2 separate regions of the Capra hircus genome follow, and region 1 is linked to region 2. The links are chromatin contacts, called in public Hi-C maps. All regions are on one chromosome and are shown on one strand. The core of a region is the stretch at or near the end of the contact, and the rest is flanking DNA. Distances in the headings are between cores, read along the strand shown. Region 1 overlaps BPHL (valacyclovir hydrolase). Region 2 has its middle 28 kb from the start of RIPK1.

What was found. Hi-C and Micro-C count contacts between places; a contact is called where the count stands out from the background.
Region 1: a contact with region 2 is called in a Hi-C map of blood, with 3 times the contacts expected there. The contact joins two enhancer-like sites. A contact is called at or near these places in 2 of 5 Hi-C or Micro-C datasets (both in blood).

Annotation. Positions count from the first base shown.
Region 1 is chr23:15,137,572-15,142,567 of ARS1.2, reverse strand. It overlaps BPHL (valacyclovir hydrolase), which reads right to left. Exons shown (of 9, transcript XM_018038946.1): 7 at 989-1,120. Among named protein-coding and RNA genes, the nearest start is that of TUBB2A, 12 kb to the left of the region's middle. Within about 2 kb of position 2,722, at least 2 of the 5 cell types and tissues checked have an H3K27ac peak or open chromatin away from gene starts, as enhancers often do.
Region 2 is chr23:15,067,203-15,072,334 of ARS1.2, reverse strand. No RefSeq gene overlaps it. Among named protein-coding and RNA genes, the nearest start is that of RIPK1, 28 kb to the left of the region's middle. Within about 2 kb of position 2,869, at least 2 of the 5 cell types and tissues checked have an H3K27ac peak or open chromatin away from gene starts, as enhancers often do.

The DNA of each region.
Region 1 (4,996 bases), core at 1,473-3,972, 70 kb before region 2:
GTGTTTTGCAGGGACTTCCCTGACGGTCCAGAGGTTAGGACTCTGCGCCTCCACTGCAGGGCAGTTCCATCCCAGGTTGGGGAACGAAGACCCCACAAGCCCCGGGCCCCCGTCCTTCGGGAAACAGTCACTCCAGCCTGTGGCTTGTCTTTCCAGCCTCCTGAAACATATTTCAAGGGCCTGTTTCTATGGGTGGATACTGTGTTTGAACAGGATATACTTGTTTTGAACTTACAGCAAAATAGAAACATTTGCAAACGTCCTTCTCATTATGAAAGTTCTGACATGACTCATTCTGGAAGTGGCTACTGAGGAGACGAAACTGGGCCCTGAATCATAACTGTTTGGTAACTGATGTGTTTCAAGGTCAGAGCCCACCTACTTTCTGTTCTTTTGGCAATTAGAAAAATGAGAGATTACAAATGAAAACAGCTCTAAGAACAGACTTTAATTCAGGGCTTCTCTCAGGGGTGCCAGTTCTTGTTACTGGAACACACCTGTCACGGCCAAAGTGACACAGCGTCGCTCTGAAGATGGGAAAGGGCTGAATACCCTTTTCCTTGTCCTGACTCCACTGGGGCCGAAGGTCATGACAGAGACCCCCCCCCCGCTCCTCTCCTGTCGGTAACAGAGGTAGCAGTGGGCTGATGCCTTCAGATGTGAAAAGGGGGATGTCTATGTGGCCACTGTTTGTTTTTGAGTGACCATCCTGGAGTTAGAAGAGCATGTGAGACTTCTGGAGACAAAGGGGAAAAGACCAGCATGCTACAAGACTCAACAACGTGAACTCCGTACACGTCTGTCTCTGATGCCAGGAGGGTGTGCGGCACAAGAGCTTGCCTTTGTACACGATCACCCTCTGCTCACGCGTCAGTGTGGAAGGATGGTGGGCGAGCGTGTCAATCCCTGAGGAACTCTCAAGCATCAGGGGAACTCACTTGGCCTCTCTAACCTGCAAAAGGACCGTTAAGTGGCTTGTGTGACCTACCGTCTGGAAGATGCTTAAATTGCTCTATGCCATCCACCCACTTTTCACAGGTCCTGGCAAAGTAGTCGAATCCATAGAGGGCTTCCAGAGGCTTTCTCGTCCTCTCACTCCACTTAGAAACATCCCGGATGCCTGGAAGACAGACAGACGTGTGCGCAAGGATGGGTTTAGTCTCAGACCAGAACTCGTCTGTGAAAACCCCAAGCGCAGTGCGCCTGGAGCCGTGGCGCTGGCTGCTCTGTTGGTGGGCAAGCTGCCCCTTCTCCATGTGGCTCGCCAGGCTCCACCCCAGCCGGCCAGGCCTTCCCCAGCCCCCCGTGCCGCTGCCCAGCACGGTCACGGCTTCTGCATCCAGGGTGAATGCTGAGCGCTGTGTCAGGGTTCCGCCGCGTTCTGTCCCCCACGATGGCCCTTGGGCACCAGCAGATTCTGACCGAGGGAACGAAATCAGATCTAAAGTAATGGCTTCCATTAAAGGTATAAGACAGAAGCGGGTATTCCCCTAACTGGAGTCAGCAGAGTAAAAATGAGATTACTTACAAGAGTTTTTCTGAATTGCATTTACATACACTGAGAAATGCATAAAATCATTTGCTCCAAGTTCTAACGCTGGAGAAATTCCAGCTACTAACTGTCTCACAGAGGACTCTGATCAGAAAGGAAATGGCTTCTGAATGGATAAGCGAATTCAATCCCTTTCCCAGTTTTTCCATTTTCCTTTAAAACACGGTGACTCTGTGGAGAGTCTGATGCTCCTGAGCGCAGTGAACAGTGCTCACCGCGCCCCTCAGGTACAGAGCTGCGTCTGCATGACCCGCCCTGAAGACAGGAAGGCAGGGCTCAGGTGGCTGCCCCTGTGGTGGCTGGGACAGGGCCAGGCACCTGGAGGCCCAGCGCGCGCGGGGTGGCGAGATGAGTGGGCTGCTCCAACTGCTGCCCGGGGCAGGCGGCCCAGCAGAGAGTGCCTGCCGTTCTCCTCCTGCTCCCCTACCCTGCAGATGGGTGCTGGGGTTGACTCCAGAGGCTGAGGACGCTGAACTGCTCTGGGCGGAACTGAGGAGACTTCGGATGGGAGGGGGGATGCAGAGAAGCAGCCTGAAAAGTAGAGGGGGAAGGAGCGAGTGGTGCAGGAGGGAGAGCCAGAGAAAGACGGGGAGGGGAGGAGGAGGGAGGGAGCAGGGAGGGAGCAGGGAGGGGGGCGGGGGAGGGGAGCACGGTGGAGGAAGAAGGAGAGGGGAGCGCTGGGGGGGAGGGGGAGCAGAGGGGGGGAGGGGGGAGCGGAGAGGGGAGGGGAGCGCGGGGGGGGGTGCGGGGACGGGAGCACGGAGGAGGAAGAAGGAAAGGGGAGCGCTGGGGAGGAGAGGGGAGTGCTGGGGGGGAGGGGGAGCAGAGGGGGGAGGGGGAGCAGAGGGGGAGGGGAGCGTGGGGGGGAGGACTGGGAGGGGAGCTCGGAGGGCGGGGAGGGGAGCACGGAGGAGGAGGAAGGAGAGGGGAGCGCTGGGGGGGAGGGGGGAGTGGAGGGGGGAGGGGGGAGTGGAGGGGGGAGGGGGAGTGGGGGAAGGGGAGCATGGGGGGGAGGGGAGCGCGGGGGGCGGGACTGGGAGGGGAGAATAGGCGGCAGGGGAGGACGGAGAGGGGAGAGCGGGCATGTGGACAGCTGGCGCAGGACCCATGGCTCTGCCCTTGGCCATGGAGCGGACCACACCCGCCGCAGGCCCTCCTGCCATGAACAAGGCGCTCTTTCATAACATATAATTTCTGCTGCATCGCTGAAGTCTGCAGTGGTTGATGAAAAGGAGTACGAGTGCGTGCGTGTGTGTGCATAAAAGGCAGGAGCCCTGAAAACACAGCAGACTGGCGTGACCGCTAGAATGCAGGGCTGCCTTGAGGAAGAGCGACTGTTTGCCGGGGGAGGGCGGACACGGCTGAACTGGGGATGAAACTGGGCCTCCCCTGGCACCATCAGTGGTTCCCAGGGGCAGCAAGTGGACAGCTCTTTAGGAAAGCATTCTCAGTTTATGCTCACCATTTATTTTGTTTTTTTTCAGTTTTCAGTTCAGTTCAGTCACTCAGTCGTCAACTCTTTGCGACTCCATGAATCGCAGCTCGCCAGGCCTCCCTGTCCATCACCAACTCCCGGAGTTCACTCAAACTCACATCCATTGAGTCGGTGATGCCATCCAGCCATCTCATCCTCTGTCGTCCCCTTCTCCTCCTGCCCCCAATCCCTCCCAGAATCAGAGTCTTTTCCAATGAGTAAGCTCTTTGCATGAGGTGGAGTTTCAGCTTTAGCATCATTCCTTCCAAAGAATATCCAGGGCTGATCTCCTTTAGAATGGACTGGTTGGATATCCTTGCAATCCAAGGGACTCTCAAGAGTCTTCTCCAACACCACAGTTCAAAAGCATCAATTTTTCGGCACTCAGTTTTCTTCACAGTCCAACTCTCACATCCATACATGACCACAGGAAAAACCATAGCCTTGACTAGACGGACCTTAGTCGGCAAAGTAATGTCTCTGCTTTTGAATATGCTATCTAGGTTGGTCATAACTTTTCTTCCAAGGAGTAAGCGTCTTTTAATTTCATGGCTGCAATCAACATCTGCAGTGATTTTGGAGCCCAAAATTTTTTCAGATTAAGGGTAAGCAATTATTTGCTGCTAATCAAAAAACCATCTAGTCAAAGCTATGGTTTTTCCAGTGGTCATGTATGGATGTGAGAGTTGGACTATAAAGAAAGCTGAGCGCAGAAGAATTGATGCTTTTGAACTGTGGTGTTGGAGAAGACTCTTGAGAGTCCCTTGGATTGCAAGGAGATCAAACTAGTCCATCCCTAGAGGAGATCGGTCCTGGGTGTTCATTGGTAGGACTGATGCTAAAGCTGAAACTTCAACACTTTGGCCACCTGATGCGATGAGCTGACTCACTGGAAAAGACCCTGATGCTGGGAAAGATTGAGGGCAGGAGGAGAAGGGGACAACAGAGGATGAGATGGTTGGATGGCATCACCGACTGAATGGGCATGGGTTTGGGTAGACTCCAGGAGTTGGTGAGGGACAGGGAGGCCTGGCCGGCTGCGGTTCATGGGGCCGCAAAGAGTCACACAGGACTGAGCAACTGAACTGGACTTACCCGAATCAAAAAACCAGAGCGATCAGAATCTTTATAAAGCTAGTGAAACAACTAGAAAATTGGAAGAAGAAGGTTAAGAAATTATGCAGAACCCTACACACAGCAATGCTGAGATGGAGATGAATAAAAACAGGGAAGTGGAGACTCAGTCTACAAAGTTCAATCAGTCCCTGAAAGGGTAGGGAGGGGAAGAGGAGGGGGAGGGGAGGGGAGACGAGGGGGAGGGGAGGGAAGAGGAGGGGAGGGGAGGGGAGGGGGGAGGGAGGGGAGGAGGAGGGGAGAAGAGGGGGAGGAGAGGGGAGGGGGGAGGGGAGGAGGGGAGGGGAGAGGAGGGGAGGGGGAGGAAGCCAGGGGAGGAGGAGGAGGAGCAGAAGTAAGTGGTGGACACCCACTCAGTGAGGAGAACCCCCCAAGGAGGGTTTTTTGTGTTTTGTTAAACTCTGACAAACTGGGGAAATGGTTTGGGAGAGGAGGGACAGCCACGGGGCGGGGCTGGGGTCACCAGGGCAGGTGTGGCTGCTGAGGGCCGAGCAGCTCCTGAGCTGGCAGCTGGATGCCCTGACTGGGGGCCTGGAGGGCAAGCCAGCCGCCTGCACAGGGCCTGGGCAGGGACCCCAGCCAGTCCCCGGCACCCACAGTGCCGGCTGCGTGCACTGGAGCCTCAGCGGGACACAGACAGGCCGTGGCCAGGCCCGCGGGCTGCATCTGCCAGCCCCGGCTCTGTGTCTCTAAAAGTCCTCACAGTAAGCCTGAAGGACAACCTCAGAAAGTGTGAACAGCACAAGAGATTTTCATCAAAACTAAGGTTTCCCACCGGAGTACACTGTTCCCTTCCACACTCAGGGTACCTGGATGAGGCTGCAGCTTACACTTCA
Region 2 (5,132 bases), core at 1,620-4,119:
TTGCTGCGGAGCACAGGCTCTGGGCTGGGGGCTTCAGCAGCTGTGGCTTCCGGGCTCCAGAGCAGAGGCTCAGGAGTTGCGGCACATGGGTTTAGCTGGCCTGCAGCGTGTGGGATCTTCCCCAAGTGAAGTCTCTGTGTCAGCTCATCCTCACATCTGTGTCTTCTTGGTGTTAGCATCTCTTGATTTTCTTTTCCATGCAATTTGAGATCTTCCTGGTTCTTTGAACGCCAAGCAGTTAGTTTTGAACTGTGTTCTAGCTATGTTTCATGTTACGTCAGGAAACCCTGGGCTTTACTGAAATCCCATGGAGAATTCTGTTAGTTTTTTTGGGTTTTTTTAAGCAGGTAACCAACCTGCAATGAGGGAGACCTGGGTTTGATCCCTGGATTGGGAAGATCACCTGGAGAAGGGAAAGGCTACCCACTCCAGTACTCTCGCCTGGAGAAGTCGGTGGACTGTGTAGTCCATGGGGTTGCAAAGAGTCAGACACGACTGAGCGACTTTCACTTTCCCTTTAAACCTGGTTAGGTTCAGCCCGGTAGTCCCAGTGGGCTGTGGTTCCAGGCGTGCGGGTCTTAAAACCTCGGCCGGGCTGTTCCGACCCAGCGCGTGGGCGCCACCTAGTGTCCAGTCTGCAACCCGAGCCGTGCTCGGCTCTCAGCCCAGGATCAGCGGTCGGGAGTCAGAGCTACAGGGTGGTAGCTTGCAAGTGAGCCCAGGAGTTCACAGGCAGCCTGAGGATATGAATTTCCCGTGCTCCTCTCTCTGCCTCTCCATGGTCTCCCCAGGACTCTGTGGTACTCTGGGACCTTATTTCCAGTTGCAGACAGGAAGCTGGGACTTTAATTCTCACAGACTCTGACACGTGCCCCACTAAGTGCACCCCTGGCTGGAGTCAAGAGATGGGAGGAGACCAATGGAAAGAGTCAGGATCTGATCCCAGCGTCTCCGGGCCGTGGTGTCACTGACTGGAGAGGAAGGCTTTGGGATATCACAGGCTTCATTCATTGCAAAGGCAGGATTACTTGCAAGCTGGATTGCCAAAGAAAAAGAACAGAATATTTCACACTTTCCCTGAAAAGGAGCAGTTCTCATTCTTGCCATTCAAACCAGAACCAGAGGGCTTTTCCTGGAGATGTTCTGTCTTCAACCTACGCCTACTTCAGGGTCTGGGGCTGCGGTGAATCCAGGGGGATTCTGGAGGGAAACAATGGTAAACCCATTGCCAGGCTGGCAGAGCTTCGAGCGCTGGCCGTCTCGTCCCCAGTCTGTCTGCAGCTTCACTTGCTACACGCCTGTAATAGTTTCTCTAAGCATCTCTCCCTGGTGCTCAGTGGTTAAAGCGTCTGCCTGCAATGTGGGAGACCTGGATTCGATTCCTGGGTCAGGAAGATCCCCTGGAGAAGGAAATGGCAACCCACTCCAGTATTCTTGCCTGGAGAATCCCATGGTTGGAGGAGCCTGGTGGGCTACAGTCCACGGAGTCCCAAACAGTTGGACACCACTGAGCGACTTGACTTCACTTCAAGCATCTCTCCAGGCTTTACAGCTGCACTCAGCAGGAGAGACGGGGTGAAAGGCTGTGCCTTCCTCACCTAATTCAGAGGCATAGAGTCAGGTCAGAACTTCCCATCCAGATGGCGCTACAGGACAGCTCTACCAGACATTCAAGGAACAATTTCACTCTCAATCAAGTTAATCCAGGATACAGAGAAAGAGGCTGCACTCCCAACTCATTTTTTGAGGTTAAGTTTCATGTTAAAATCTGACAAGGAAAGAGGAAAGAAAATTACAGGCTAATCTTAACTCATCAACATAAATGCAAAATCCACTATTAGCAAACATAATTCATGGAGATATAAAAAAGATAATACACAATGGCCCAAGTAGGTTTCCCAAAAAAGCATGGTTAGTTTACAATCAGGAAAGCAATCCCTAAAATTTACTGAGTCAACAGATTGAAGTTTAAAACATGCTTACCTTAATACATACATACAAATAGTGGAGAAATTCATCAATGATTCCTCATACTAATGGTGAATCCGTAAAAGCATTCACATTAAAATTAGTAATGAGATAAGGATGTCCACCTGTGGTATAGGAAGTTCCCCTAAAAACACAAGAAGGCAAAAGCGGACAAGAGTTGGAAAAGAAGAAACAAAGCCATCCCGTCCGCAGATGAATGATGCCTCGGGGCGGGGGCGGGGCAGCTCGGAGCTGGCGCTCACAGGGTGCCCCCGGGAGGGGCCGAGCTGTGCACCACGGGGGACGAGGGGAGACGACGTGTCCTCCCCGTGGCCTGCAGCGAGGACAGCGACACCCGCGCGCACCTCGGGCAGAGGAGACTGGCAGAGGCGGCGGTGGCAGAAAGAGCTCTCTTGCCTGGTTTTCTGAAAACAGACGGACAGTGCTTGTTGCCCAGTCCTCGTACACAAATACGCTTACACACACGTGCACAAGTATCTGTAGGCAGCAAGCCCAAGGAACAATGCCAAAGGAAACAGGACCACGTCAACAGAACTAGTTTCTCATGCCTTTTTCATTCTGACTCCGCGCTTCACGCCTACTTTTCACTCTGCTGTTGGGAAGGGCGAGGCCCCAGGCACTGAGCCTGCCGAGCGCTCCCCGCGCTCGAGTCCCTTCTCTTCACCCAGGGGCTTCCCAGGGCCGCTGCAGTGGGCGGCCGCAGGAGGTGCTAGCATCCCTGTCTAGGAAACAGCAGGCTGGCCTTGGCTTCCTCTAAACGCAGTGACTTCTCTTTTTTTTTCCTTTCCTGTTCAGGAAGCATAAGCTAGGGTTCTGCTCCTGTAGAGCTGCCCTCTGCCGGTGGAGGCACCCGCGGGGGGCCCTGGGGGAGGGGAGGGGGGCCCACCACAAAGGAAGGGTTAGCCCTAGCACGGCTCTCTCGCTGTGGGTCACAGCGTCCTGTGTCTTGCCCAGAGTCTCACAACTTCTGCCGAAATAGGGTGTGACAGGCTGGCTTGTCAGCCCTAGGAGCTGCCCCTTCTTGTGGGGGGCGGGGGGAAGTGAAAATGTTAGTCACTCAGTTGCGTCTGACTCTCTGTAATCCCATGGACTGTAGCCTGTCAGGAGTCTCTGTCCATGGAATTTTCCAGGCAAGAATACTTGAGTGGGGTGCTGTTCCTTTACTCCAGGGGATCTTCCTGACCCAGGGATTGAACCTGGGTCTCCTGCATTGTAGGCGGGTTCTTTACTGTCTGAGCCACCAGGGAAGCCCATTCTTCTTCATCTTTTTTCTTTTTTAATGTATTTCTTTTTCACTGAAGGATAATTGCTTTACAATATTGTGTTGGTTCCTACAACAACATGAAGCCCATTCTTAATGACTGCGTAATCCTGCTTCACCTGATTCCAACTCACAGTGAGCAGATTTCTAGGCCATGAGTAACACCATGTATTTTTCCTCTCAGTTTATGCCGTTACATCAGTGTAATACAGTGAAACTTGCTTCATCAAATAACACTTAGAATTTTCTTCTTTAAGAAAAGTGTAACTTGGTGATTTTTAAGTAATTCTCTCCAGATAAGTCCTCAAGAATGAAGTTAAAATATTAAATGTAAGCAATATTTTCTTCATAAATTCTCATTACTTCCAGAAAGGAGAAACAGCAAGGGTAGAAGAAAACACGGCTCCGTACACGTATCTGTGACAAAAACTCTCCATAGTGGAGAATGAGCCCCACGAAAGCAGCAGACAGCGTCAAGGGACGCGCATCCAGGGGTCTCTGGAACAACTTCTGAAGACATGCGGAGGTCCGGCTTCACTGGAGATCAGTCACCCTAATTCATGGAAGCTCCTGACCATGTGAAGCCTTTACGTGCAACATGAAATGCAGCTGTCCCGGTGCTACCAGGAGAGCTGGACCATAGAGAAGGCTGAGCGCCCAAGAGTCGAGGCTTCTGAGCCGTGGTGCCGGAGAAGACTTGAGAGCCCCTTGGACTGCAAGGAGATCCAACCAGTCCATCCTAAAGGAGATCAGTCCTGAATATTCGTTGAAAGGACTGATGCTGACGCTGAAACTCCAATACTTTGGCCACCTGATGTGAACAGCTGACTCATTAGAAAAGACCCTGATGCTGCGAAAGATTGAAGGCAGGAAAAGGAGGTGACAGAGGATGAGACGGTTGGATAGCATCACTGACTCGATGGACATGAGTAAACTCCGGGAGTTGGTGAAGGACAGGGGGTCTGGCGTGCTGCAGTCCATAGAGTTGCAAAGAGTTGGATGTGACTGAGCGACTGAACTGAACTGAACTGAACTGAGGAGGCAGAAGGCATGTAGCAGGTTAAATAGGAGTTTAATATGAAGAATATATCAGAGGAGTGATGAAAGAGTGCATGGGAGACCTCAGCAACTCTCCAGGCGCCCCCAGGCCAAGGGACACAGCCTGCCAGAGCACAGCTGGCGGGGGGTTCAGACCCGGTGGAGAAGGTGTGCCTCAGGCCGGCGTGGCTCTGGAGCTGCTGGGCAAGCAACAGGCCACCCTGGGGAGCAGCCCCTGATACCCCAAGTGAGCAGGGCCGAGGCCTCCACACACGGGCTACATAGACCCTCCCTCCCAGCCGCAGATGGCTGGGTGCTACCGGGGGTCTGGTTCCCTGCAGAGGGGGCCGTGCTGGTGGCGGGTTCAACCTCCTGCTGGGTAGGATGCAGTGGGGGTCCTGACCCCATGCTGTGGACCCCTGGCCCCCTTGGAGACTGCCCCAGAGCCAGTGGCCCCCTCTGTGGGCTGAGTGCCTGGCCGGTTACTGCCCAGTTTATTGGTTATTGTCCTCAGAGGACTGCCAGCCCCTGGGCCCATAGCGCCTGTCACTTTCCTTTCTCTGAGGCGGCCTTGGGAGCAAAACTCATGTGATGGCAAGGACCTCAGATGCACAAATGTGCAGCCCACAGCACAGGCATCACACAGGACTGTCAGCTGGAACCCACCCCCCGCATTCACTCAGAGAAACGAGCATCCCAAAGCCCCTTCAAGACAGGCTAAATGCCCCTAAGCTCAAAGCAGACACCCTTATGCGGCCTCGCCAAGCAGACCCTGAGCGGGGTCAGGCCCAGTGCACAGGATGTGCTGGAGTGATGCCTGCGGTTTTTCTGCCTTCTGCCTGCA